5 separate regions of the Mus musculus genome follow, and regions 1, 2, 4 and 5 are each linked to region 3. The links are chromatin contacts, called in public promoter capture Hi-C maps. All regions are on one chromosome and are shown on one strand. The core of a region is the stretch at or near the end of the contact, and the rest is flanking DNA. Distances in the headings are between cores, read along the strand shown. Region 1 holds the start of Bub1 (BUB1, mitotic checkpoint serine/threonine kinase). Region 2 holds the start of Dusp2 (dual specificity phosphatase 2). Region 3 holds the start of Ckap2l (cytoskeleton associated protein 2-like). Region 4 holds the start of Ptpra (protein tyrosine phosphatase, receptor type, A). Region 5 holds the start of Fahd2a (fumarylacetoacetate hydrolase domain containing 2A).

The links. Promoter capture Hi-C pulls out the DNA fragments that hold promoters and counts their contacts.
Region 1: a contact with region 3 is called in a promoter capture Hi-C map of embryonic stem cells, with 2.6 times the contacts expected there. The contact joins the promoter of Bub1 here to the promoter of Ckap2l in region 3. A contact is called at or near these places in 2 of 39 promoter capture datasets (embryonic stem cells and hippocampal neurons) and 1 of 115 datasets of contacts at active chromatin or transcription factors (embryonic stem cells).
Region 2: a promoter capture Hi-C map of liver shows a contact between it and region 3, with 3 times the contacts expected there. The contact joins the promoter of Dusp2 here to the promoter of Ckap2l in region 3. A contact is called at or near these places in 2 of 39 promoter capture datasets (liver and pre-B cells).
Region 4: a promoter capture Hi-C map of erythroid cells shows a contact between it and region 3, with 6 times the contacts expected there. The contact joins the promoter of Ptpra here to the promoter of Ckap2l in region 3. A contact is called at or near these places in 2 of 39 promoter capture datasets (erythroid cells and liver) and 1 of 115 datasets of contacts at active chromatin or transcription factors (astrocytes).
Region 5: a promoter capture Hi-C map of liver shows a contact between it and region 3, with 2.3 times the contacts expected there. The contact joins the promoter of Fahd2a here to the promoter of Ckap2l in region 3.

The regions. Positions count from the first base shown.
Region 1 is chr2:127,830,461-127,836,254 of GRCm38.p6, reverse strand. Bub1 (BUB1, mitotic checkpoint serine/threonine kinase) reads left to right here and starts at 4,396. Exons shown (of 25, transcript NM_009772.2): 1 at 4,396-4,535. The coding sequence starts at 4,510.
Region 2 is chr2:127,333,571-127,338,967 of GRCm38.p6, reverse strand. Dusp2 (dual specificity phosphatase 2) reads right to left here and starts at 2,809. Exons shown (of 4, transcript NM_010090.2): 1 at 2,331-2,809; 2 at 2,070-2,191; 3 at 1,500-1,719; 4 at 591-1,387. The coding sequence starts at 2,730. The coding sequence ends at 1,173. Gm46762 (a long non-coding RNA gene) reads left to right here and starts at 3,417. Exons shown (of 3, transcript XR_003953899.1): 1 at 3,417-5,046. It also overlaps a transcript of Astl not described here.
Region 3 is chr2:129,293,036-129,298,821 of GRCm38.p6, reverse strand. Ckap2l (cytoskeleton associated protein 2-like) reads left to right here and starts at 1,610. Exons shown (of 9, transcript NM_181589.3): 1 at 1,610-1,717; 2 at 2,442-2,508. The coding sequence starts at 1,681. Gm14023 (predicted gene 14023) reads right to left here and starts at 1,452. Exons shown (of 5, transcript NR_040371.1): 1 at 1,420-1,452; 2 at 1-58.
Region 4 is chr2:130,448,528-130,453,951 of GRCm38.p6, reverse strand. Ptpra (protein tyrosine phosphatase, receptor type, A) reads right to left here and starts at 3,674. Exons shown (of 21, transcript NM_001163688.1): 1 at 3,394-3,674. Gm52562 (predicted gene, 52562) reads left to right here and starts at 2,382. Exons shown (of 3, transcript NR_165481.1): 1 at 2,382-2,417; 2 at 2,508-2,659; 3 at 3,169-5,424.
Region 5 is chr2:127,442,793-127,447,942 of GRCm38.p6, reverse strand. Fahd2a (fumarylacetoacetate hydrolase domain containing 2A) reads left to right here and starts at 3,378. Exons shown (of 8, transcript NM_029629.2): 1 at 3,378-3,526.

The DNA of each region.
Region 1 (5,794 bases), core at 3,147-5,646, 1.5 Mb after region 3:
TAAAACACTCATACACATAAAATATTATATTAATATTATGTTGATATTAATATTAACAAGGAGAAACTGTGAAATAAATGACTTAGGGAAGTTGCCTTAGCCTTTGGCTAAATTCAATAGGTCCAATGGCCACTGTTTTAATTTCCTTCAGCTGCCACAAAAATACCACAAACTGATAGGTTAGCAACAGAAACCTGTTCCCTCATGGATATGAAGGCTTCCAGTGTAAAGTTGAACTAGCAGCAGTACTCTGTCCCCGTGAGCTCCAGGGAAGAATCCTTTCTTGCCATGTCCTAAAGTCTAGTGGCTTCCAGAAATCTCTGGCATTCCTTGGCTTGTATTTGCATCATATCATGCTAATAGCTTCTTTAATCATAACTTGACCTTCTCCCCTTGTGTTTATTTTCAAACTTCTGTCTTCTCACAAGGACACAGTCCCTGGGTTAAAAGCTCAGACTAATCCACAATGACTTCCCAATTTGATTATGTCTGTAAAAATTCTTATTTTCAAAGAAGAAGGCATTCTGAGGTTACAGATAAATATATTTTGTGTGTGTTGGGAATACTATTCAAATTAGTACCCCACCTCAAATTGATCTTGGGCCAATAAATGGAAGGAAGTAACCATTGTTGGTTTAAATAATTGATTTCTGCATTAACTACGTACCAGAGTAAGCCAGATTTTTTTTAAGGCTTAGCAGCACAAATACACACACTCCTCCCAACAGACCCACGTTCTAAAGGTTGAGCATAGACACCTGAATTTTCATAAACCTCCTCTTCCCCCTAGGAGAGTGATTCCAAACTTTGCCACACAGTGGTTTGCTGAAACCTAGAAGCAACTGGAGACAATGAAGTAAGATGGTTTGTGTAATAACAGTATTGCACCCATGTTGGCTTCTGATTTTGATAATAGCACTATGGATTTGGAGTGTTCTGCGTCTGAAAGCAAATTGAAGTGTTTAGTGGCACAATTTCTTCCAAATGAGTCAAAAAATTGTTTGTATGTATGTATGCATGTATGTATGTATGTGTTTGTGTATGTGCATGTGTATATATGTGTGCTAATATATACACACTCCCATATGTATATTTGATGTGTATGTGAAGAGAGGAAGAGGGAGAGGGGGAAAGAGAAGGCAAAATGGGACTTCTTTCAGTCACGTTATCCAATCACTCTCCAATGCTATTATCCAGTTAACTCTCAGTTATAAACCAATGAAAACTTGTTTGAATTCTTTTCAGCAAAATGAAAATGCTTTAGTTTGCAAAACTCAAGGGAAATTTGGGCATAACTGGAGAAGATCATTGTTGTGAAGGGCATCACAAACCACTGGAACCAACTGTCTCGGCTCTCTCTCTCTCTCTCTCTCTCTCTCTCTCTCTCTCTCTTCTCTTTCTCCATTCTCAGGGCAGTTCTCTTTCTCCATTCTCAAGGCAGACCAAAGCCCACCTGGAAGTAAGAACAACAGAGGCCAACAAGCCCCCAGCCTCACTGTTCTCAGCTCCAACCATAAAAAACTACCTTTGTTTCCCCTTTATTTCAAGTTACAGCAATTCTAGTACAACTTTGACTGGCTTAGTGTAGGAAAGATAACTACTCCTGACCAACCAAATGCAGTGGAGAAGGTGTGTGGCAGGAACCTCTGTGAGGCTACATTGCTGATATGACTACATAGATCTAATATGGAGGGAGGTGCCTACTCCCCCACCCCATTCAGCAGCCTCCTGAGGGGTTTGACTGCTGCCTCCTCTGCCTCTTCAAAGTCTCCCAGTCCTTTCCTTTCCTCCCAAAGCCTTCAGCCTAACAGGCAGCACAGTAGACCAAAGATGCTGCCCTCTCCACAGCCCTGAGGAGCCTCTAGACAGCCCTACAAAGACGTACCCGCCCCAAGGCAAGAGACTGGCCACTAGACATAGACCAGAAAAAATGGAATGAACGAAGCCAACAGTGATTAGCCTCTGAAAATTATGAACTGGTCTGCAGTAGACTGGAGAGGGAATCTGAATTCGTCCCCAAGAGCTGTACAAGGTCTTCAGTACAAGAGAAAGTCTCTAAAAATTGTTTCTGGCTTCTCTCTGCACACTGCACCTGGCCCTGGGAAGAGCAACAGACTCACCTCCTCCTCAGCAAAGCATTTATAGGGCATTCCACATGCAGTGGCTTATGGTGAGTTACAGCATAATCTTGGGCATTTGTGCTCAGGTTTCCTTTAAGCTGCTTCTACAAATGAATAACCAACAATGTTTAATGACTTGCCCAAGGGCACATGCCTCTCAGTAGCCTCCTGAACACCCTATCCAGGGCTCAGATAACTGAGCTACACACTACAGGACTGACTTGAGGGCATTATTAACGAATGCTGCCATTATGTACCCAGCTATTACCTGAGGACCCAGCTATCCTACTCCTGGGCATATACCCAAAGATGCTCCAACATGAAATAAGGACACACGCTCCACTATGTTCATAGCAGCCTTATTTATAATAGCCAGAAGCTGGAAAGAATCCAGATGTCCCTCAACAGAGGAATGGATACAGAAAATGTGATACATTTACACAATGGAGTACTACTCAACTATTAAAAATGATGAATTTGCCAGGCGTGGTGGTGCACGCCTTTAATCCCAGCACTTGGGAGGAAGAGGCAGGCAGATCTCTGAGTTCGAGGTCAGCCTGGTCTACAGAGTGAGTTCCAGGACAGCCAAGACTAACAGAGAAACCTTGTCTCGAAAAAAACAACAAACAAACAAACAACAACAACAACAAAAACCGATGAATTTATGAAGTTCTAAGGCAAATGGATAGAACTAGAAAATATCATGCTGAGTGAGGTAACCCAACCGCAAAAGAAAACACATGGTATGCACTCACTGATAAGTGGATACAAGCCCTAAAATAACCAGGATTCAATTCACAGACCACATGAAGCTCAAGAAGGAAGACCAAAGAGTGGGTGCTTCGGTCCTTCTTGGAGAACAAAATACTCATAGGAGCAAATATGGAGATAAAGTGTAGAGCAGAGCCTAAAGGAAAGGCCACCCAGAGACTGTCCCACCTGGGAATTTATCCCATATACAATTATCAAACCCAGATACTATTGTGGATGCCAAGAAGTGCATGCTGAAAGGAGCCTGATATGTCTGTCTCCTGAGAGGCCTTGCCAGAGCCTTACAAATAGAGGCAGATGTTAGCAGCCAAACATTGGAAGTGTATTCTTAATCTACTTTGCTTGCTACTATCTACGAGGAATGCAAGAACCTGGAACTCCCTCTAGTGGTGTTTACCAATTCTGCCAATATCATGGCCACAGACAATATTTTCGTGTGCAGCTATAAAGACATGTCAGGAATGTTCCTCTAGTTAGATGATTCTAGGAAATCAAATGGGAAATCACTCATAATTCTTTTCTCTAGGTTAGAAAATGTCTATCTGTCCAGAAGCTGCAATATCTTTTTTATCAACTTGAAGGAGCTGAAAAACTCCCAGGACCTTTAGAAACAGGAAGGTAGTAATCGCATGAGTCTTTTATGTTCTACTTGCTTTGGTCAAGTGACCCTAGAGAGGCAAAGTGGGAAGTTATTAAAACTCAAGAAGCAGGGAAGACTAGATTATTTCTCAACTCACTCTCAGGGCACATGAACATGTTAAATATTTATTCTTGGACTTCCGGACTCTTTAAAATTACTATGAATATTTTACAAATACGTGTGGGTGTGCCTTTATGTGAACCAAGTGTGGCAGAGGCCAAAGGCATGGGATCCCATAAAACTCTGGATGGACACACACACACACACACACACACACACACACACACACATATACATGGCTATTTGTCTTCATTCGTGAACCAGACATAATGATTGTGGTTTCCTCATTTGTTATATGAGTATGTGCCACGGCATGCATGTGGAGATCAGAGGACAACTTGAGGAAGTTGGTTTTCTTTCCTTCCACCTTGTGGATGCTTTTATTCACCGAGCCAGCTCACCAGCTATGCCATTTCTGTTAAGCAAAGAGGACAAAAATTCGTGAGTGACTCTCAAGACCCAAGAGGACTCAAAGGGGTTTCAGTCACAGAATCGTCACGTTCGGCCTGGTAGTGTAATACTGTAAGCCAGTTGCCATTTATACCGTTTTTTAAAAAGTAATAATAATAACTCTATGCCAAAACATGGCTAGTGTCTCACTAGAATGGAAACAAACCTTAGCTCAGTCAGCACCTAGCATAGGACTCACTAAAAGGCAAATGAAAAGAACTGCGGGCTAGGGACGGAGGGGGCGGGGACGGAGGCGGGACTTTGTCTCCCAGCAACGGCCGCAGCGATTGGCCAGCTCTCCCGCAGCGGAGACCAATAGTCAGGCGCGCTGCCCACGTTCGACATCACAAGTGCGGCTGCGCGGGGAATTCGAATCGCCGGCGGCCTTCGAGACTCGGGGTTAGGGGCTGATGGGGAGTTTGGTCGGCGGCTGGTGGGGTATTTCGCCGCTGCGCGTTTTTTCTCGTCATGGACAACCTAGAAAATGTCTTTCGGTAAGTGTCGGTCAGGTGCGGTGAGGTGGGCCGGTCGGGACGGTTAGAGTCCGGGTCCCTCAGGCGCGCTTTCTCCTCAGCGCCGCTTCCTCAGCGGGTTCGCTGCACCAGGCCTCAGCCAAGGCGGTAGCCCCCGGGTCACTCGAGTAGACGTGCAAGCTGCAGCCGGCTACCGTTTTGTGCCGAGGATTTGGGCAGTCTGCGGAACCTTCTGAAGTCACGTATCTTCTCCATGGGGAACTTCCTCTAGACGCGAGGGACGCCCCGCCTTCAAAACCCAAACTTGTGTGGTGGTGGAGATTTTTGGAGAAAATTTCAAAGTCTGATAAAAATGCCACCCAACTAAGGAAAGAATTTATTATTTCTCGATTGCCTGATACGTAAGAAAAAAATTAAAGCTGAACTTTATGGGGGGGGGGGAATGCTTGCTATTAAGTCATTTGAGGCTTCCTGCAGGCACTGATTGGTTATTTGTTTTTGTTTTGGGGTCTGGGGGCGGGCGCTTAGGTGACTTACTCAGCCTGTGATGTTAAGCCATTTAAAACTGTTAAATCGGATGTTACAAGAAATACAATTTTATTTTCATCAGTTCTTTAGGTATTCTAAGAGTAAGATATCCAAAATCTGTTGGCGTTAAGCAATTTAATTTTTGATCAGATCGACTAAGGATTTCCCCTCCCCGTTCTAAAATAGAAGCTAGGTATTTTGATTTTTAAAGACTAATTTATTTTAATGATTTGATGTTTAAGCCATTTTCCCAGGAGGTGTGGTTGGTGTGGGGCTATTCAATGTTTGTTTATCTTGGACAAATATTTGTATTTCTTATTTTGCTAAATAAGAACTTCTAAACACAGAAGTAGTGCTGACATTTCAAACATGCTAAAAAGAATCCAAAATGAATCCAAAGTGAAAAAGTGAGAATCGTTGACTTAAAAATAAATTGCTAAAATCTCTACTAAATTATGAGAAAACCATTGCAGTTTCTCTGAATGATCATTTCAGTTTGCCAGTGAAATATATTTTGAGATATAGTTTTCTGGTCATCTACCAAAATACTACTTTTAAATTCTTTTTCTCCTAATCTTATCATTTCTCAGTTTAAAAACCTATGGTTGTTTCTCAACTTGATGCATACTGAGAATACAGTTAATTGCCATGTATCCTCTCTCCAAAGTTGTACACATACTATTCTCACCCTTACTTGCTGTAACTTCTGAACTCATTACTGTTTATGGTTCCAGCCCTGCTCCTTTTTGTGA
Region 2 (5,397 bases), core at 1,560-4,059, 2.0 Mb after region 3:
GACTCCTCCTCCTCCTCCCTGTGGGCCACTAAGAATTCAACCATGTTCCAGTGAATATATGGACAAAACAAAATGGACTTACCTTTTCCTTTTGGGGGGGCAGAACATCCTGGGGAGGGGAGGGAGCAGATGTGGGAAAACTGGGAGGTGAGCACAATCAGGGTGCTTGATGTGAGATTTCCAAATAATTCATTAAAAAAAAAAAACTGATACAATTCCTGAGGAAGGCTCAGAACAACCCTAGCTCTTGAGTGCTTTACCCAGAGCAGAGAAAATGGGCGCCAGGGGTAGGTTATGCACCCTTCATCCAGGGAGCCAGTGCCCTCTGATCTAAATGCCCTCAGTCAACACATACCTGCACACCACACACTAGGTAAATGTGGGGTCTGATCAGGGATGCACAGAGCCGCTGTGAGGCTGAGGCCGACCTCGGCCTTCCTAACCCTCCCAGTTCAACCACAGGCTAGAACCTGTATGGGAAAGAGCCCAGCCCAGGCCAGCCCAGGCCAGCCCAGGCCAGCCCAGGCCAGCCCAGGCCAAGGCAGACCACTCAGCCATCGCAGGCACAGACTTGAGACCAGACAATGTGGTACTGCTCTTTTTTAAACAAAACACTGTTTTTATTGACACAACCTCAATGTTCTATATAAATATAAAGTGCTGTTTCCAACGCCCCTCCCTGGCCCACAGGGCCGGGAGGAAGTTGGGGAGAGAGCGTTAAATGTCAGTTGAACACAAATAACTTTTCAGCACCAATTACAGCGAGATGCCCACACACACACACACAAAAGTCAGATGTCCGTAACATGACACACACGTCACTTCCTGGCTCCCCTGGGAGCACAAGGCTTAAGCTTTGGGTCAAGGGCTGCACACCCCTAGACATGGTTTCTGCTTGTCACAGCTTGTTTTCTGAGCCCTTGGGTGACCAAGGGCTTTAATATAGTAAATTAATTAATTAAATTAATTTCTGCAAGTCGAAGGAGGGAGAGCAAATAAGGGCCAGCCCTTATGCCACCTCAGAAGAGCACCATATCAGAGCAGCCGTCATCCTGGATTTCCTAGCACCCCAGTGGGACGGCAAGATGAGGAGGGAGGAGCTGGGCCACAGCAGCTTCCCCCAGGAGTCAGTCAAAGCCAGAGCTGTGGGTGGGGCCAGGCTGGGCTTTGCCTCAGTGACACAGCACCTGGGTCTCCAGCTGTAGCAGCTGCCCCATGAAACTGAAGTTGGGGGAGATGACTCCCCGACGTTGCTTAACAAAGTCAAAGGCCTCGTCCAGCCGTACCCGGTGGCTCTGAATCAGGTATGCCAGGCAGATGGTGGCTGAGCGAGAGATGCCAGCTTGGCAGTGCACCAGCACCCGGCCCCCACTATTCTTCACCGAGTCTGAAAAAGAAATGTGGAGCCGAGAGTCAGACAGGAAGGTGGACAGAGGAATCAGGTGCCTGTACCTTCTCCCCTACAGTTCCCACAGAACCCTGGGCTGAGGCTCCCCTACCTATGAAGCTGATAGCCTCCTGGAACCAGGCACTTATCTCCACCATCTGGTTATCTTCTACTGGAATGCTCTTGTAATGGAAAAGACCCTCAAAGTGGTTGGGGCAGCTGGCAGAGACATTGAGAACTGCTGTGATGCCGCAGGCCTGCAGGCCCTGAAGATCTGAGGAGTGGTTGCAGCTGCCCAAGTACAGGTAGGGCAAGATTTCCACAGGACCACCCTGGAGGAGGAAGGGGACGGTGGTGAGACCTCACTCAGCCTTGTGCTGGAGGGCTTGATCCAGACATCTTGGATTGGCTAGAAACAAGAGAAGCTCTAGGCCTTCTGACCAAGGACAGAATTAAAAGTCTTGAGGCCACAAGGGGACATATGTTCAGACACTTTGTGCCACATATGCCTTAAAGTCTGTATGAGGATATATACACGTTCACACCATTTGCAGGTCACACAAACACTCTCCACATCTGGGAATGTATATTGGAACACACCCCTGTCTTTCCCCACTGGCGTTCTCCAGAGGCATCCCTCTAGAATGCACAATGAAGACAACAAATTCGAATATCAACTCACCTGGTCATAGATCGGAACCCTCGGGTCAGAGTTGCTATTTTCGGCCCCAGCAGGAGGCAGGGCCTGGGCAGGAGCTTCAGAGCACAGATCCGGACAGTACGTCTGGAAGCTTTTGAAACCGCCTGTGGGAAAGACAAGAAAGGGTATGATTAGCCAAGAGGTCGGGAACGGGGCACGGAACGTGGGACAAGGGGCTAAGAGCGCGGGGCGCGGAACATGGGAGAAGGGGCGAAGGGCGCAGGGCGCGGGGCGCGGGCTCACCTCGCAAGAAGCACACGGTCGTGGGTCCCCCGCGCATCTCGTGCTGCAGTGCGGCTAGCAGCAGGTGAGCGGGGCCGTCCGGCGGGAGCTCGGCCACAGACGCGCTGCTTTCATCCAGCACCACGGCACGGGCCAGCTCCCCGCGGCCCAGGCGCGCCCGGAGTGCGCGGTCGGGCAACAGACAGGCGAGGGCAGCGGCGGGGGTGCCGCGCGCACGCCGCCGCAGCAGCGCGTTCCAGGGCACCGGTCGCGCGGCGCGCACGTGGCTCCGGCAGAAGGCCAGGAACGGGCGGCAGTCGAGCAGCAGCGTGCGCTCGGCCTCCCGCGGCTCCCGCAGCAGCGCGCCCAGCGCCGCGCACTCTAGCTCGCACGCCGTCTCCAGCCCCATGGCGATCGGCATCGCAAAGCCTCCTGCTTCCGGATGTCCTCTCCCTCGGCTCCGGCGGCGCGGTGTCTGTGTGGCGGGAGCTGACGGTTCTGGGGGCTCTTCGTCGAGCCCGGGCTTAAATACTCGAGGGCTGGCCCCTCGGGTCACCATACAAGGGTAGAGCAGGAAGGCGCCGGTGCCCGCCCCCGCGGCTTCACGTGGGACTCTGGCTGGGCCGCCCCCGGGGCTCCCTGAGCGGACAGGGGGTGGGTGGGGCGGGGCATCAGGGGGAGGGACACGCGGGGGAAGAAACTGGGAACCAGACCGTGACAAGTGTCGGCCTGGAGTCTAGAGGCCCCACCCACGTCTCTCCAGTGTATATGCCCCAGTGCTCCCCACTCTTTGCCAGGCTTCAAGCCACTAAGTGCTTAGGAACTCAGCTCTCAGCTGCACCGAGCCTTTGAGTTACTCAGGTCTTCAGCTTCCTCACTTTTCCCATTTTCTCCCAGGGTTTTCATTCTAGGAATTTCGATAGCAAAAATGGACAAATTACCTGTTGCTACCCATAATGATACACTATTAGGAAAGACACCAACCGTCAGGAAATTGTCCTATTCTCCCATGTCAGGCCCAGGCCCAGGTGGAGGAGTCCTGGAAAGCCAAAGCCCTGGGGCAGGGGCGGGGGTGGGGTGGGGTGGGAGGGGCTTTAATGGGGAAGGGGCGCAGGGGCCTGTGACGAGTTTCCTCTTATGACTGGGACAGTTTCTTTCCCCAGGGGCCCAGGGAAACCCCCAAGAGCCTAAAAAGAAGTAGTTCCCATGCCACAGGCCAGGGCTAAAGAGGAACTCTGTTGACGATGCTGGGCTCTCCCAGGGCATAGCCAGGCCTGGCGGGAATTTCAGGGGAAGAAGGACTATTCACAGAACCTGTTCCCTTCCGACCCCTTAGGAGCTACAAACCCCTCTGGGACAGGCCCTGGTCCCACACCAAACTGTAAGAATGAAAAACTGGGTAACTCACAGCCATTCTGTGCTCCCCCACTCAAGTGCCTGCCCGCCCCCCCCTCCCGGATGTGGTGAGGCCCAGCTGCACGTGGGCCCCCCGGGACACTCCTGCGTTGGGGGCGAGAAAGTTGGTAGGTGGCTGAACTGAAGCAGGCGGGTGGGGACAGTGTTCAGAACCCAGCCTCCCAAATCTTTATTGCCCTGAGCCAATCCTCTGCCTTTACTAAGACCCTTCCAGCATCCCTGCAGATCCTTTGTTTCTTGGAGGCCTGTGGCTAGAACCTGTGGGGACCCCTAACATAAGGTATGGTAGGTATATAGGTGCTCGAGCAAAATATTATGCCTTTCCTCTTGATTTGGGGAACTTGGGGCTTGTGGGGGATACAGAATGCCAGGGAGAGCTACGAGGACTCCTGGACCAGGAGTCATGGACTTGTGTCTCAGTGGCACGGTCATGCAAGTTGGTTCCAGGGCCACAGCCTGGGTCCCTTCCCACCAAGCCTGTCTGGAGGCTGATACAGCACAACTGGCAGCCCAGCCAGGGAGTCTGGACCATAGATCCCTGAAGCTGATAGGGGGCTCTTATCCTTGGCATCAGCCTCACAGATGACTTAATGGCTGATTCCAGGGACAAATTACAGAGCATGGAGGGGGACCATCATGTCTAGTCTTGCTGAACAGAGTCACCTGCCATGCCTGGAGCCACAGCCTTCCAGCTGTGGAGAAGAGGGGAGGCCCTGCTAGCTGAGGTCCCTGCAGCAGGAGTGAAATCAACTTAGCTTTGTGGGAAACTCCAGCCCCTGACTCCAGTGCTGAACTGAGCTGCTGGGCCCCCTGGCAGGGTGAGAGTGTGTCCCTCAGAGTCTGCTGGGTGCCTCAGTCTTTGCATATGAGCCAATGCGGATCTGTCACACATACACCCCAAAGCCACTGTCCTTGGCGTGGTACCCTTTTCAGCTCTGACAAACACAGATGAACTCAAAGAAGCCAAACTGAACCATAAAAGAGGAGCTTGCCTTCATCTTCTGCTGGAGTCCCAAATCAGGGGGAAACCCCCACCTTCAACACCTGATGAAAGTCCAAGGCTGGGGTAGAAGAGCCCACATCCCTCCCCAGCTCCTGTTCTGACTGAAGATCCCCACCCCCCAATGCCGCCACCAATGAGTCATCTGTAGGTTGTCTGCCACCCCTTGCTACCTCCTCAGGACCCTGTTTGTCCAGAACCATTCGCTGGAAGCCTGCCAAGAGGAGATAGGACTCTGGACATCGGCTGGGGATAACATGAGATGGGGCCCCAGCCAGGATGGCTGCTGGCACAGGCTGCCAAGTGCCTCTTCACTAGACAGTAAGTGACCACACGGTTGGTTTCTGTTTAAGGTTGTTCATGGCCTGGCTGTTACAGAACAGACCTAACAAGTGAGTTTGAGGCTCAGGTTTTATTTATTTTTCTTTCTTTAATTAAGACCGTGTGGGACTCATTTGGAAGAAGTGATGATTCCCTGTGTTGTTCTTTTCTGTAACCATTTATTTGGATGGCTGCTTAGACGTCACTGGCCTTCTGCCTTTGGGATTCTGGTTTGTCTGCTCAGTCTGCTTGCCCCATGGATTTCCCTTCCACAGTCAGATGCTCCAGGCTCTACCCTGACCCTCTTTCCCTTCCTCCCCAGTCCAAGGCCAGCCTCAAGTGGATGGCCCG
Region 3 (5,786 bases), core at 361-2,860:
AAAACCAAGTAGTGGTTTTAGAGACAATACAGCAGGTTAGAAGCTGCTTTCCTGTGACCTAATGAAAAAGAAAGTCAGAATCAGGAGTAATAGACTCTATTTTAGAAAGTGGGGTTGGAAATTCACAGAAACAATAATTGAACACCTGAAATGTGCAGTAACCCTTCACCCAAATTCTTGTACATAGCCCCGATAAGACGTGTTGAGCTTTGGTGGTATCCAAGCTTTTGTCTGTCTGCAGTAAGTAGCCATGTGTTACATCTCCTCAGGGAAAGTCTTGTCACACAAGTGGATGTCGGGATGTCAGACCCTATGGAGCTAGAGTTACAGGCAGATGTGTTATGTAATATGGGTGCTGGGAACCAACTCTGGTGGCCTGCCAGAGCACTGCATGCTCCTTACCCCAGCCATCTCAGCGCTTTTTATCATATTAAAAAACAAAAACAAAAGCAAAAACTTTTGTGATTTTTTTTTTATTCTCCTTCACTCACCTGATAATGTTTAGGTATGCCAGTGATAACCTTTTCCTTCTCTTTCCTTCATGATTTTTTTTTTCTTTCTAGCAGGCCTTTGTTAGCATTTTAACTTTACCTTGTAGATGTTTTTCTGTTTAAATAAACTATTATGTTTCCATGTTTTATTTCCATTCTTAAATTTATATAATTCTGTTCTTTACATTTTCTATTAGGAAATCTTTGTTATTCTTTTAAAAACTCTTCTAACCCCTTGCCCTTTTCTCTTCCCACCATAACATCCTTCTCCAATAAATATCTTTTACGAGATTTGCTGCCTCATATGACTTTCGCGTTGGAAGAAGCCAAGAAGCAATTGACAGAGGAAGGGAAGAAACAAAGAAGTGGAGCGGGGCAGAGGCTCCTGAGCTCCTGGGCTGAGCTGGAGATACCCTCCCCTGGGAACTGCACTGCCTCAGCTGACGAGGCTTCCTCTCAAAGCTGTGTGGTTCCCCGGCTCTGATGTCTCAGGGTGTCCTTCCACAGGAATACCTTCTGACCCTCAGAGCTCTGTGGTTTCTGGGTTTCCGAGTCTCAGGGTGCCTTTCCAAGGGGACACTGTCCCACCTCAGAGCTGTGTGGCTCCTGAGCTCCTGTGTCTTAGGATGCCCTTCCCTTGAGACACTTTTGACAGATTGCGCCATTTTGACAGCTCCCGCGAGCTGCTCAGGGACTACACGGAGTTATGTTGTTTCTGTCCGGTATTCGGCTACAAGAATGAGAACAATAACTGATACGGACCATTTTCGTTTGGCATGCTATTATTTGCAGCCAAAGCCAGCCTAACTGATAGCACAGAGACTTAGGCTCCGGCTTGTTTCTCCCCGTTTCTTCAACTGTCACAACCGTCCTTAACCCAAATTTGGCTACAATTAGAGCCACTCCTCCGCCAGCCAGCATCACCCACCAGCTCCCACCTCAGAGGCACCGCTGCGGAAGTGACCTAGCCATAGGGCGGGCCTTCTCAGAAACTCTCCAATCGCAGAGCCTCAGGGGAGGTCCCCAGTGGGAATCGCCGAATGTCCATTTCCTGTTATCCCGCCCTCTCCGTCTTTTTATTGGCGAATTTCAAAGTCGCGGAAGCCAATAGGAGCGTCCAGACGGGCGCCCGGTTCTCGTACTAGAACAAGGCGCGCCCTTTGAAGGAAGAAACTGTCGCCGTAGAGCCATGGTGGGGCCCGGCCCCACTGCCAGCGCAGCCGCGGGTAAGTGTGGTCGGCAGCCTCCAGAAGCTGCCAGGCCTCCCCCGCCTGCTTCAGTCTCCCCCGAGCTCAGTTAGGTTAAGGACGCTGGACCCGGGCCACGGCGAGGAGCGGCGCGCTCCGTTGCCGCAGGGGGACACCCCTGCATTGCTAGTTATGGCCAGAACTTTGACAGCAGTCAGGTGGCAGGTTCGGCCCCAGTCCGAGTCTCTGCAGGTTCACTGATAAAATGTGCGCTGTCTGGAGGTTGATTGATAAACTGTGGGCTGAGGCTTAAGGATGCTGTGAACCCTGGCCTCCGAGGGACCTGGAGCCCTTTCTACCTCTCCAGTATGCCCCTCCCCCGTGTCACCTTTGAGATGCACACTCTGTCCTCACTTATGGGCCTGCGGTTCTGCGCACCGTCCTAGGCACACAATTTGTAACTCAAGGGTTAAAAAAAAAAGTCTTGATTCCAAATCCTGGCTTTGCTGCACATTAGTGGGTAAATTTAAGCCTGTCACTTCATCTGAGTTTCAAACAGCCAAATACCTCATAGGATTGATGGTTAGTGTAAACAGCTTAGTAAAGAGCTTGGCACCAGGCTGATACCGTTGGTATTGAAAGCAAGCATAACAGGACTGGTGACTTTATCAAAGCCAAAATAGCTACAGGGAAGTATCATATTTAAAGATATAAAGGGTTTTCTGTAATGTTTTTGGTGTTTGCTCGTGTCCATGTTTTACAGAAGAACGGTGGCAGAAGCTCCAGGAGTACCTGGCAGCCAAGGGAAAGCTAAAGGACCCCAACGCCAAGTGAGTTTACCTTCCCATAGTTACACTGGCTTTGTTGCCCCGGTTGCTAACAGCAATGAACGGACCAGCCCTTCTGTTTCCAGTCTGTTTGACTTGCATCATGGTGAATCCTGTAATAACAAAAGGAGCATTTCAGTCCTTGATTTCAGGCATGACTTAAAAAACAAAACAAAACAAAAAACCAGCAACCCCTAGGCAGTGCTGTCTATTGGCAGAAATTTAAGCATTTTTTTTCCTAACAGTCTCCAAAGGAAGGAAGGCTCTACACTACACTGTTACCCACATCTCTGGAAGCTCTTCTGGTTCCTTCTTTCTCCTGGGAAAGTTGGTTCCCAGCAGCGCAGATTTTGATCAAGAAACTGGAGGGCATTTCTATGGTGTGTGCTTACGAAGACAGGAGAGTTGGTTATGGTCAGTCCACAACAGTGGCATGCCAGCGTCCTCCCAACTTGTCCTTTGGTGTTCCCTGGGCATGTATTTGAGGTGGACAGAACATCCTTTGCTTTTCTCAGCACTGTACCATCTTTGCCCTGTTATTTCTCTCTCTTGCTTAGCAGGGTGTATTTGCCTCCCACTTGAGTAGCTCGGTTGGTGTGTGTATGCCAGAGGGGGATTTTGGGTGTCTTGCTCTAACGCTGTCCACCTTATTCCCATAAGACCGGATTGCTCACTGAACCCGAAGCTCACTGCTTAGGTTAAGCAGGCTGGCCAGCACTCTCTCTCCCATGATCCACTCATCCCTGTCCCCTAGTGCCTAGGGTTAGAGGGATACTCACCGTGCCTGATTTAATGTGGATGCCGGAGATCTTCCTAGCCCAGGTCATTTTACCTTGGGTTTTTCTCACCTCTACTTCCTGGATTAAATGAACCAAAATTGTTTTCTCAACATACCCATAATGTCTCTCTCCTCCCTCCCTCTCTGTGTCTCCTTTTCTTCTCACTCCTCTTCTTCCTTCCCCTCTTCCTACCCTCCCCTGTCCTGTGAGTGGAACTCAGGGCCTGTCACATGCTAGACAACAAGCACTCTGCCACTGACCTACATTCCCCAGGCCTGTCCGTCACTCCTAATGCGTAAAGATACAGGACTTACTAAGCTAGAGACGTGCCTGCCCCCTCACGCCTTCTCTCGTCCAAGTCTCTGTTAGACTTGGGATCTGGTCCATGGAGATGGAATCCTTCTAAACTGAGCTCTGTTCTATCTCTCCTTTTGTTTCACTAGCTAGACTTCAACTTCAGATTACGTCCTCGTAGGTATCAGAATCCCCAGATGTTCCATGAAATACAATAGTGTTTACGTGTAACCTATGCATACATATCCTTATTATTATTATTATTATTGGATATTTTATTTATTTACATTTCAAATGTTATCCCCTTTCTTCACCCCCCCCTCCAGAAATGCCCTATCCCATCTCTCCTTCTCCTGCTTCTATGAGGGTGTGCCCCCCACTCACCCACCCACTCCTAGCTCCCCACCTTCTCATTCCCCTACACTGGGACATCAAGCCTTTACGGGACCAAGGTCCTCTCCTCCCGTTGATGCCACATATACGGCTGGAGCCATGGGACCCTCCATGTGGACTCCCTGGTTGGTGGTTTAGACCCTGGGAGCTCTGGTTGGTTGATATTATTGTTCTTCCTATGGAGTTGTAAACCCCCTCAACTCCTTCAATCCTTTCTCTAACTCCTCCATTGAGGACCCCATGATCAGTTCAGTGGTTGGCTGTGAGCATCCACCTCTGTATATGTCAGGCTCTGGCAGCTACATCAGGCTCCTGTCAGCATATGCATATCCTTTTATAAACTTGAAATCATCTCTAAGCTACTTATGGTTCCCACTACAATGTAAATGCCATGGAAGTAGTCTGGCTTAGAGAATAAGGAAGAAAATCTACATATTCAGTATGAATGCAGTTTTATTTTTCATTTATATCTATATTTAATTTTTAATATTTAAAGTATTTATACTGTTATTATATAAATATTTAAATTAAATATTTATATTTTATTTCTATGTCTTTATCAAATGTTGGTTAAAAATCCTAAGTGTAATACCCATGATCTAGAGAGTTGGTTTGGTTAGGTTTGGTTTTTGGGTTGTTTGTTTGTTTGTTTTTGTTTTGTTTTGTATTAATTAGGTATTTTCCTCATTTACATTTCCAATGCTATCCCAAAAGTCCCCCATACCCTCCCCCCCAACTCCCCTACCCACCCACTCCCACTTCTTGACCCTGGCGTTCCCCTGTACTGGGGCATATAAAGTTTGCACAACCAATGGGCCTCTCTTTCCACTGATGGCCGACTAGGCCATCTTCTGATACATATGCAGCTAGAGACACGAGCTCCGAGGGGTACTGGTTAGTTCATATTGTTGTTCCACCTATAGGGTTGCAGATCCCTTTAGCTCCTTGGGTACTTTCTCTAGCTCCTCCATTGGGAGCCCTGTGATCCATCCAATAGCTGACTGTGAGCATCCACTTCTGTGTTTGCTAGGTCCCTGCATAGTCTCACAAGAGACAGCTATATCAGGGTTCTTTCAGCAAAATCTTGCTAGTGTGTACAATGGTGTCAGCGTTTGGAAGCTGATTATGGGATGGATCCCCAGGTATGGCAGTCTCTAGATGGTCCCTCCTTTCGTCTCAGCTCCAAAATTTGTCTCTGTAATTACTTCCATGGGTGTTTTGTTCCCAATTCTTAGAAGGGGCAAAGTGTCCACACTTTGGTCATCATTCTTCTTGAGTTTCATGAGTTTCACAAATTGTATCTTATATCTTGGGTATTCTAAGTATCTGGGCTAATATCCACTTATCAGTGAGTACATATCATGTGAATTCTTTTGTGATTGGGTTACCTCACTCAGGATGATGCCCTCCAGGTCCATCCATTTGCCTAGGAATATCATAAATTCATTCTTTTTAATAGCTGAGTACTACTCCATTGTGTAAATGTACCACATTTTCTGTATCCATTCCTCTGTTGAGGGGCATCTGGGTTCTTTCCAGCTTCTGGCTATTATAAATAAGGCTGCTATGAACATAGTGGAGCATGTGTCTTTCTTACCAGTTGGAACATCTTCTGGATATATGCCCAGGAGAGGTATTGCGGGATCCTCCGGTAATACTATGTCCAATTTTCTGAGGAGACGCCAGACTGATTTCCAGAGTAGTTGTACAAGCTTGCAATCCCACCAACAATGGAGGAGTGTTCCTCTTTCTCCACATCCTCGCCAGCATCTGCTGTCACCTGAATTTTTTATCTTAGCCATTCTGACTGGTGTG
Region 4 (5,424 bases), core at 2,425-4,924, 1.2 Mb before region 3:
AGTTTGCTACTTGGTTTTATTAAGTCTGTGTTACACTACTGCTATTTTTGCACCCGGGACCAAAGGAAAAAAATTCTTCCGTTTTGGGATTTGGAACACTTACTAGTTCCTGTACCAAAGGAAAAAGACAGATTCTATATTTGGCCAGCTTCCTGCTTGAAACTCAAGCTTGCATCTCATTTCTCCACATAAGGGTGGTAAAGGGAATGCAACAGTGTTTACAAACTGATGCCGAGGGCCTCCTCAAACACCAGAGCTGCAGAAGGTAAACCACCACCATCCAGTTCTGATCGCCCTGCACAGATCACAGGACTCCCTCTGAGCTAGGCTGGAGTAGGGAGGGAAACAGGCGTGGGACTGTTGGAAAAGCTTGGCAGGGGATTCTGCTGGATAGCCTGACTTACGATTACTAAGCCGCACTTTAGAGGAGAAAATAAATGAGCACCACCTCAAAGAGGCAGCAATTTGTTGGCATATCTAAAAATAAAAATTCGCACAGGTCTTTTGATCAGGTAGTTCAATTCCTTAAAATACATTGTTAAAGTAATTATACATACAAACATATTACAAAGTATCTAGAAGGATGTTCATTGTATTCTTATAAGAGAAAAACCTAGGAACAAATGTTTAACTCAATTAAAGACTAGTTACAAACACATGTAACAGTCCTATGTACAGATAAAAACAGCTTACTTTAGAGCTGTATAACAAAATAAGAAATGTCAACACTGGTTGTTCTTCCAGAAGACCTGAGTTCAATCCTCTGCACCCACATGGCAGATCACAGTCTATAATTCTAGTTCATGGGTCTCCACCAGCTTTTCTGGCCTCCAAGGGCACCTGGCCCACAAGTCGTACACAGACATACATATAGGCAAAATAACCACACACATACATCTTTTAATTTAAAAAAAAGTTTTTTAAAAGAAATGTCAACACAAAGAGTAAACAATACTTTATGCTAACACAGAGTGATTTCCTAAACATGTGCTCATTTAAGAAGTAAGGTGTGACTGGTATGGCCAGAGGGGGGAGTAGATGAATGTTATAAAGAAGGAGGGTTTATAAAAGGCCACAGATGCTAGCAACTTCAGCCATCCTTGGGAAGGTGTTAGGAGATAAGAGAATGGATTTTCTTTCTCTACATTTCCTTTTGACTGCTAGAATTTACCTCTCCGATGCTTTGTCTTTTCCCAAACCGAGTAAGAATTCCTCTCAAGAGGAATAATCATTCTCTGGGTCTAAAAGAGTATATTCTACTTTTGTGGGTCTGGGCCACTGCCTCCTAAACTTCTCTGTTATCAGTGAGCATGAGGCTCCATAAAGTCTCCAAATGACCCTAACACAACAACAGAAGCCTTCACTCTGATCCTAATCCTATCTTGTTCTGTCCCTCTAGGCCAGCTACACTTCTTCCCAGTTAGAATTCTAAGAATTTCCCTCCTCCAAGACTGCCTGCATTCTCTCTCCGAATGTGCAGATCCCTCCTTTAGGATCACAAGATCCCCTCCCAGGAAAGCCCTTCCAGACTACCCAGGCGGAGGCTCTAGAAACACTGTCAGAATTTAGATCTGACTAGGCCCCCATCTGCTCACTCAAGTCCTGCAGAGTCAGAATGAGCCCTTATAATTACTGAAAAGATTAAACAAGATAATTCATGTAAGGCATTTATTATATAGCCTGTCACAGGCACACAGAAAACAGCAATTATTATTACTCTAGTAGCACCTATGATGTAACTGTTTATATCCACCTGTCTCCCATTGGTCTGTAATCTTCTCAAAGATAAGAATATGACTTTCTCACTTTCATTTTGCATCTCAAGTACTGTGGCTGGCAAATAGGTGGTATATGAATGCACTAAACCAAGGGGTTTGCTTTTCTGGTTCTGTATTCACCCAGATAATGATCAGTGGTTAAAAGGTACCTAGTCAAAAGTCTCCTGGATCTGACCATGGGGCCACTGGGGCAGAGAGAGGAGAAAGGTAACTGAGGAGTTGTTGGCTTTTCAGGGATAGTCAGGCAGATGCTGAGAAGCAGGTAAGATTTTGGGAAGCCTGCCAGTTTCTCCCAGGTGTGACAGCCGTGTAGACATAGAGAATCAGAGTCTGCAAGTCCCGGTATGGGCAACCCACACTCCAAGCAGGCTGCCAGGAAACACTAGGAAACATTTCTCTTGGGAGGTGGTTGAGGGGCTTCAAGATAACTAGGACGAATTCTATCAGGGAAGTCTTAAACAGGACCCAGAAGAAGCCGGTCCGCAAGAAGCTTCTCAAACAAGGAAGGCCCGGAACCAGGCAAGGAAGGGTGAGAAGGGGGACCCTGAAAGCAAAACCCTCCCACATATGAGGGGGTGGCCGAGCCGCTCCGAATGGCTAAACACAGCGTGGAAGAGAAAGGAGAATGAGAGGACTGAGGTAACCATCAAAGATTAAGTTCAGGAAGGACTGCCAAGAGCCTTGTAGGGAACGGTAAGGCATCTGGGTTTTCCTCCATCTCATTCACAGAGGAAGGAAAGTGAAGGAGTTTTTAAGCACACAAATGACAGCGTCTGATCTACGTTTTCGAAAGGAGTATCCAGACAGAAAGATGTTCATCCTGTCCCAGTCTTTCCTCATCCACCATCTTTTGGTTCTCTGGCTGCTTCAAGAGTTAGCAGGTAACAAGTGGTGCCATAGCCGGGGACATGAGGCTGGTTTTCAACAGAAATTCCCTATCCTAGCCAAGGGCTTCGGCCGACATCACACTCTGTCCAAGAGGGTTTGGAACATTTTTTTGCTTGTCCTACAAATATCATCACTATCAACAACAAAACCCTCTAATAGACAGGATCATCTCTGCCTCTGTAGTTGTTATTTTTAGGAAATATTAGGGGCTCAACCCCCCCCCCCCGTGGCAATTTTTAAGAATTACTGAAAGTAAACACAGGAGATGTGCGTTCCCAAGTGGCTGCTTTTGAATTCTGGGTAGCTTAAGTCCATATTTTCCTTCTTAAGCATACACAACAGTTGGGAATGGGCGGCAGAGAGGGGCCTGGGAGTAGGACCAGGAAGGGGTCTTAAGGGGAAGGTGGGAGGTGGGATGGTCACTGCGTGTGCCACCTATCTCCTCCCATTAAATGGACCTGAGCAAATCCCATTTTCGCTGCTCAAAGTTTTTTTCTTTCAGAATGAACTACGGCAGCGCCCTGGCCCGGGCCGGAGGAGGACGTCCGCAAAGTTCCAGCCTGTCTGTGTCCCGCACGTTTCCGGGACCCCCTCCCCCTGTCCACGGTGCCAGGATGCACAAGCCAGAGGCGCTCCTCCAGGATAGGATCCAGGGACCGCTCCCACGCGCGGCCGAGCCACCCCACCTCCCCGAGCCCTCCCGACGGCGGCAGGCGCGAACGCTTACCGAGCCCGGCGCTGGGCGGGACCGCGGGGGACGCGCACGGCAGCTCCGCCTCAGGACCGCGGCGGCGTCTCGGCCCGCCGCTCCCCTCAGGGCCGCCGCCCGGTCCGCTGCTCGAAGCCCCGCGGCGGCGGCGGCGGCCTCGCCTCCATGGCGAGGAGAAGCGGCAGAGAGAGGACTGGGCTGGAGGCTGCGATGGCGGCGTGGTCCAGGGGTCTGTGCAAGATGCCCCCGCGAGTCCCTGTCAGCGCCTCACTCGCCGCAGCCTCTCTCCCGTCGCGGCCTGGGCTGTAAGGCGCTTCGTCATTGGCCGTTGAGAGGCGGGCGCTGGTTCGCTGACGCCGGGCGGGCGTCTCCGCCTCCGTGAGCCCCACCCCTGCGCGCCCCGCTGCGCCGCGGAGTTCCCCGGGCGCACTGGGGGTCTCCGGGTAACAGGACAGGACGCTCCCTATCCTCCCCTGGCACACGTCTCCCACCTAGTCACGGTCCTAGGCCCCCGGGCATGGGCTTTTTTCCTTGTTTACAGATGAGGAAACTGACACCAGGCACAAGCCACACCAACTGGTGAACTCAGGCACTCGAAAGCCATCTCCATCCTTCTCCAAATGTGATCCTCTCTCTAACACACCCCGCGCCTCTGCCTCTGCCTCTGCCTCTCTCGCGCTCTCGCTCTCTCTCTCTCTCTCTCTCTCTCTCTCTCTCTCTGTCACACACACACACACACACACACACACACGAGAGAGAGAGAGAGAGAGAGAGAGAGTTAGTTGTAAGGCACTTAAAGGATGTAATTGCGAGAAGAATTTGCCTAGTACCTAGGACCGGTCTAGCTCTGAGTATGTCATCTTAAATAAACCAGCCCACATCATCCCCACCCGAACCCTAGGGAAATCTCTCTTGCTTTCCAGATGTGCAAGCTGGGCCTGATTCTCTAGAGCTGGATGGAAGCACAGCACACGGTGCTCCGCAGCGAGCGGGGAGATACTTCTTGATACATGCATAGTGGTCAGGAGAAGATTGAAAGCGCTGAGAGAGACCAGGGAAGCGAACAGCGTTCTTTGTGCATCTAGCTTCTAGGAACCATAAGTCGATTTTTTCGGAAGGTAGCAGTCCTCAGTTTAGAGCACTTTGGATGCTGCTAGACCTAGGGCGCCAAGTTAGAACTCTATGCAAACACCCTTCCTTTATTTGTTGAATAAGTAAGTGTGCGCAGACCAGAGCCAGGACCTGCAAATGTGCGTTGAAGCGGGCCTTCTTTAAACTTCCTCCCTCTGGGTAGTAAAAACCTCTCCTTGAGTTAAGATTTGTGACTCTTGATCTCCCTCCTCAGGGCCATCTCAGTGACAGTCTACAAGACCTCTATCCTGTCTCCTAAATGTCAGACTCCTGCCAATGAGGTCCGCTCCTCCTACAAGTTCCAGAAGCCCATTTCCTAGAAAGTACAAAGTCTATCAGGGATGCAAATACACAGCAAATTGAAAAGTGACCAAATGAAAAGTTGGGTCTTTCACTAGAACACAATACTTTACAAAACAAGACCAACACAGAACAAAACAAATCTGAAAAATACTGGTTCTTGGCTAAGAAAGCAGCCTCTTGGCTTTAGAGCAAACCCTACCAGCAAACTTTTTTTCTTTTCTTTCTTTTTCTTTCTTTCGGTTTTTTGTTTGTTTGTTTGTTTGTTTGTTTTGTTTTGGGGTTTTTTGTTTTTTTAATTTTTTTGAAATTTTTCTTATTTACAGTTAACCTATGACTCCTGGTCCTTTTCAGAGCTCCCTACCCCATTAGCACAATCAAGAGCCATCTTGGAAGAAAAATAAAATAGAAAAAAAGGAACCAAGAGAAAGATAAGTGGGAGCTCCCTGTTCTCTGCTGCATTGGTGCCTGCAGGTAAGAACTGGAATAGCAGGGCTGAAGGATAGGATTAAAGGAGCCCCATTTCCCCTCAAAAGTCCAAGTCACTTCCCCTCCCTGCCTACCTTTCTGTCTAGTAAATGAAGCAATGAGTTGTTCTCTATGTCCTGAATGCAGATC
Region 5 (5,150 bases), core at 2,129-4,628, 1.9 Mb after region 3:
GCAACGTGGAAAAATCGTGTCTTAAGCAAACAAGCAAGCAAACAGTTTTTGTATGAGTTTCTAATGCTGTCAGCAGTACACACGAGTTCCCGTACTTCCCAATGCTGTGGATACTTAAGAGGGATTTTTGGTCACTTTAGTAGGTGCACGGGGTGTCACGCTGTGACTGTGCTTTGCATTTTCATGATGATCACGTGTTTTAGTATCTTTTCCATCCTAACGTTCTGGGTGTCTCTTCTGTGACATCATCTGTATAAATCTCTTGTCCAATGATCCATTCAGTGTGACTATTTTCACTTACCAACTTTTGAGCATTCTCTGTGGAGGCAGAAGGCAAGCCATTTGTCTGAGTTGTAAAGATTTCCTTCTACTCCCCATCTTAGATTTTCAGATTTTTTCTGGCCGAGACTTAGAGGAAGGTTGGTATGAGATTGAGTTCACGCCGTCATCTCAGCTACCTCCATGGCTCCCCTTTATAATTAGGCGTAGCTTCTTTAAGCTAGGCCGAAGCCTCACTCTGGATTCCCGTCTCCGACCAGGATCCTGAAGTGCCTTTGGGTGTCCCTAAGGTATGTGACCTGCAGCTTATCCAAAACCAGGCTAGTCATCCTCTCCCAAGCCCAACCCCCCCCCCCACAGAAGATGCATTTCCACGGGTGGCAGAGGCTCCACGGCTAAAGAGTCAGAGTGGCATGTCCTTCCCTCTTGAGCCTTCCTCTTGTCGTGGGGGACAGCCAGTTCTTCCTCCTGAACACTCCTGAGCACTTGACATCTCCACCATGAAGCACAGCCCGTGGCTCTCATCTGCTCTACTCCTCCTCCCCAGACAAACTTCCTTGATTTAGATTTCTCAAATGCAAGCCTGGCCCTGGGACCTCAGCTGAGTTCCTTCCAAAGGCTTTGTGTGCATTTAGATAAGGCCTGGGTGGTACTGATAGTCTGCTTGACAGCTCTAGGGTCGCTGAAAAGACAAAAACTTCTGGGCATGTTTGTCAGGAATTATCAAGATCAAGTTTAGTTAAACCCACTCTAACTTTGGGTGATGCCATGCTGTGGCCTAAGGCCCTGGGCTGCAGAAAAACAAAGAAAGATGAGCACCAGCATTCATCTCTTCGCTTCTTGATTGCTACCATGGTATAGCCAGCTTTCTCTGGTGTCTGTCACCACTCTTCCCTGCATGGTGATCTATTTGGATCAAATTGTGATCCAAAATGTCCCTCTTCTTCCTTAAGTTTTATGCCAGCTGTTTTGTTACAGCAGCAAGAAAAGTATGTGGGGAATTCAAGGAGCCAGCCCCTCCTATTCTCTCTCTACAAGTTTTTATAATTTTTATGTGTATGAGTGTTTTGTCTGCATGCATGTCTGTTTACTACATGCATGCTCAGTACCTATATGGGCCAGAGAGGGTGTCAGATATCTCAGAACTAGAGTTACAGCTCGTTGTGAGGCACCATGTAGGTCCTGAAACTCAAACCAGGTCTTCTGAAAGAGCAGCAGGTGCTCTCAACCACTGAGCCATCTCTCCAGCCCACCTCCTCTCTTTCTGCCAGCCGTCCATGCCACCATCAACAGTACACATGAATGTCCTGGCTGAACTCTCAAGACAATCAACAACACTGAAGAAAGAAGCAGATGTCAGTCCCTTATTGGCATGCTCTGAAGTTATTGTCCAGTTTCTAACTGTGAGGATGAAGCCTGATTTTACCTGAGAATTTGTAATCGTTGATATCAGAGCTAGGAAGAATGTTGTCAACCCCACAAGCAGGCTAAGCAACCATGGAGTGATGAGTCCCAGGTTTGATGTGCAGCTCCAAGACCTAGAGCATAGCAAAATCGCCTGCTCCTGTCACATCGGTTTGGTTTCATTGTGCTGTCAACCTCAGCTGACATCATGAACTATGAAGAAGAAAAACAAAATCACACAGGAAGGAAAGCCCTGGTCTTTTTCTAGGATTGAAAACATTGGTGTTAAAAGAAAAAAGAAGTCAGGTGTGGTGGTGCATGCCTTTAATCCCAGCACTCAGGAGGCAGAGGCAGGCGGATTTCTGAGTTCGAGGCCAGCCTGGTCTACAGAGTGAGTTCCAGGACAGCCAGGGCTACACAGAGAAACCCTGTCTCAAAAAACCAAAACCAAAAAAAAAAAAAAAAAAAAAAAAAAAAAAAAAAAAGCCTCACTGGGAAAAAATAAGAGGAATCTAATAAAAGCCTGTGCTTCTTCCTGGGGCAATGGAAGCCTCGGATGCTCTGTCTGGACCTTGATTCACTTAGGAGGCTCCTTCTCAGAGTCCCCTTTACATTTTCATAGGCCAGAGGACTCGGGGTGTGGTTGTAGAGGATGTTTCCACCCGAATGCCTGCTGCCTGGACTTGCCCATCACCCCACACACACCCTTTTCCCCCTAAAATAAGGTTCGTGAAGAACAGGGTGCTGCTACAAGTAGGTGAAGTTGGTGAGCCCTGACAAGCCTAAAAAGTAGACAGGCCACCATCTGTCTTCACTGTGTGCATTAAAGAAAAAATGGTGAAAAGCTGGCTACGACTTTGCCAATGTGGTCACACTGGAAAGAAAAGAGAAAAGACAAGAAAGGAAAGGGGAAAAGGTTCAGTGACTCCCCAAAGTCCATCTTTGGAGTCCCGACATGAGGTTCAGATTCTCAAATAGAAAGCAAGTGGTGTACATAACTAAGCAGTCTTGGTCAAGGTGTGGTCTTGCCGGTTATTGATCCACCATTATCTCAGTTCCAGTCTATCCCACAAGATAGTCTGACCAGTTGCCAAATCTGTGATATAGCTTACTGGGTGACAAAACTCCTCCTCTAGCTGGCACACACAAGCTTCAGTCTTTTCTTTCCCCCAGCACACAAGATTCATGGGGGAAAGCCCAGTAGCTGAAGGAAGGACACAAGTGTCTTTTGCCTTCAGAATCGCTTCATACCTGCCAAGACAACTAAATAAGTGGTTGGACGAGCCCTTACTGGCTCAGGAGCCATCATGGGCAAAATCACTCCTAGCCTTTATGTTTTCTCCACGAATACAACACATATAGACATCCCTGTCCTTGGTGGGTCAACATTAGAGCACAAAACTACTTGTTACTGTCTACCAGAGTGCTTCCTGGACAACTATGAGTAGGTGCCTGGCCCAGAAGCAGCGCCTGGCCAGAATTAGAAGCTCAAAGGTCGGATGCGCTCTCTCCGAGCCTGGGTATCCCAGGGTCACCCTGGAGCCAGCCACGGTCTCCCCAAATGCACACACTAGGCACCTGCTGGAAGTTCTGTGGCTAAAAGAAGTACCTAACAGCAGGAGGGCGGACTTCCGGGAGGAAGCAGGTGTCCTCCTGGTGGCGACAGCTTCGTGACGTCACCATATCGCGACTGCGAAGGGGCGGTCCCTATATTCCTTGGAGAAGAGTTAAGTGCTTGCAGCGGTACTGGCTGTGGCTTCTCCGCCCTCCCCTCTTGTCCTGCGGCTCCGCAGGCGTCCGCTGACAGCGCAGGAAGCCGGACAAGTCCGGCTGCAACGACCAGGTAAACTGAGGCTAGGCCAACTCAGAGGGAGTTGAACCGGACGTTGGGAGCCGAGTGGCTGACCTCGGTTCCCAGATCAGCAGGGTCACACGCACGGCGCAGCGCCTCAAGCTGCCCATTGCTGTGCTGTTTGCTAAGGGACCTTTGTGCTGCGAGTCATAGTGATTCGAGAGAATGAAATAACCTGTGAGCGCCCGTCACAGATTCATCATCAGCGGGGCTTAGAGTTATCAGAGAGCAGGTGTTCTGCCTTACCTCCACGGCCATGACCATGGGCTGGTAGCAGTTAGGACCTGAGAGGAGTAGGCAGGATTGAAACTAGATTATCTTGCTTGAGAAGTATCTTGCTTTTGAATTAAGAACTTCAATGTCATCTAGACATGGATTCAAATGCCAATTTTCTTTTAGCTGTAAGACCCTTGAACCTTAGGCAAACCAAACCCCTCTTACCCTATCCAAGCCTTGGCTTGTTCATCTGTAAAACTGGACCAGCAGCACCTGCCAAGCCACCGTCAAGAGAATTATAGTAGACCTCACAAGTGAGACACTTGGCTTTCCCTGGGACAGTACTGTTTTAGTGTATGGTGTGACTGGTCACATATGCTGGACCAGCCTTTGGACTGTGGCATGGCGGTACTTGTGTAAAACGACAGAGCAGGAGATGGAAAGCCTTTGGTTTTCTGGCCAGACTTGCAAGCTGGCACTCTGGTGATCCTGAACAGGGTAGGTTGGCTCAACCAGGTGAGGACCAAGAGCCCTGAACTGACGGAGCTACGTCTAGCAGTCTCTCTCATTTTTAGTATAAAGACGTGTGTGTGTGTGTGTGTGTGTGTGTGTGCGTGTGCGTGTGCGCGTACGCGTACTTTAGTCTTTGAGACAGAGTTTTTCATTGGCCTGAAACTCAACAATTAGGCTAGACTGGCTGGCTAGCAAGCCCCAGGAATCTACCTGTCTCCACCTATCCGGCACTGGGATTACAAGCATAGACCACTGTGTACAAACTTTTTTATGTGGGTTCTGGGGATTTAACTGATCTTCAGGCTTTCAGTGGAAACATTTTACCAGCCATGCTGTCTTCCTAGCCCCACACTGGTTTTAAAAGAAAGCTATCCAGAAGGGAGAGGACTCTGACAGGGAATGAAGACCAGACCTAGATTAAGACAAAGAAAGGGAATGAGTGAGGATATAGAGTGCAGATTATCTGGGGAATAGCTCAAGCTAGCATGTGCCTTCCAGGCCGGCACCTGTACCATTAAAAACAAAGGCAGCACGATAATGAAGCTTAACTTTGGGTGGAGCCTGGAACTCATAGCAGGCCCTGAACCTTTTCAATGGTATCCAAGAGGTCTGGATCTGAAGAAGGAAGACATGGGCCACGTCCCAAAGTTGATCATCACTAGGCTTTTCCAAGAAGTGAAAAGTCAAGTCCCTTGCACCTTCCATCTGTTCAGTGGACAGAGGCAGTGCAAGCCTGTGTTCCATACACAGCAGCAACAGTGTAGGCTCAGTAGTTAAAGAGACAGACATTGCTACTGAACCCAGGGAGATAGCTAAGCAATGTGTGAAGCCAAGTATCTGGGCTCTTGGTGCCCTGAGTCTCCCTGTTCACCAGCAGCAGAAACTG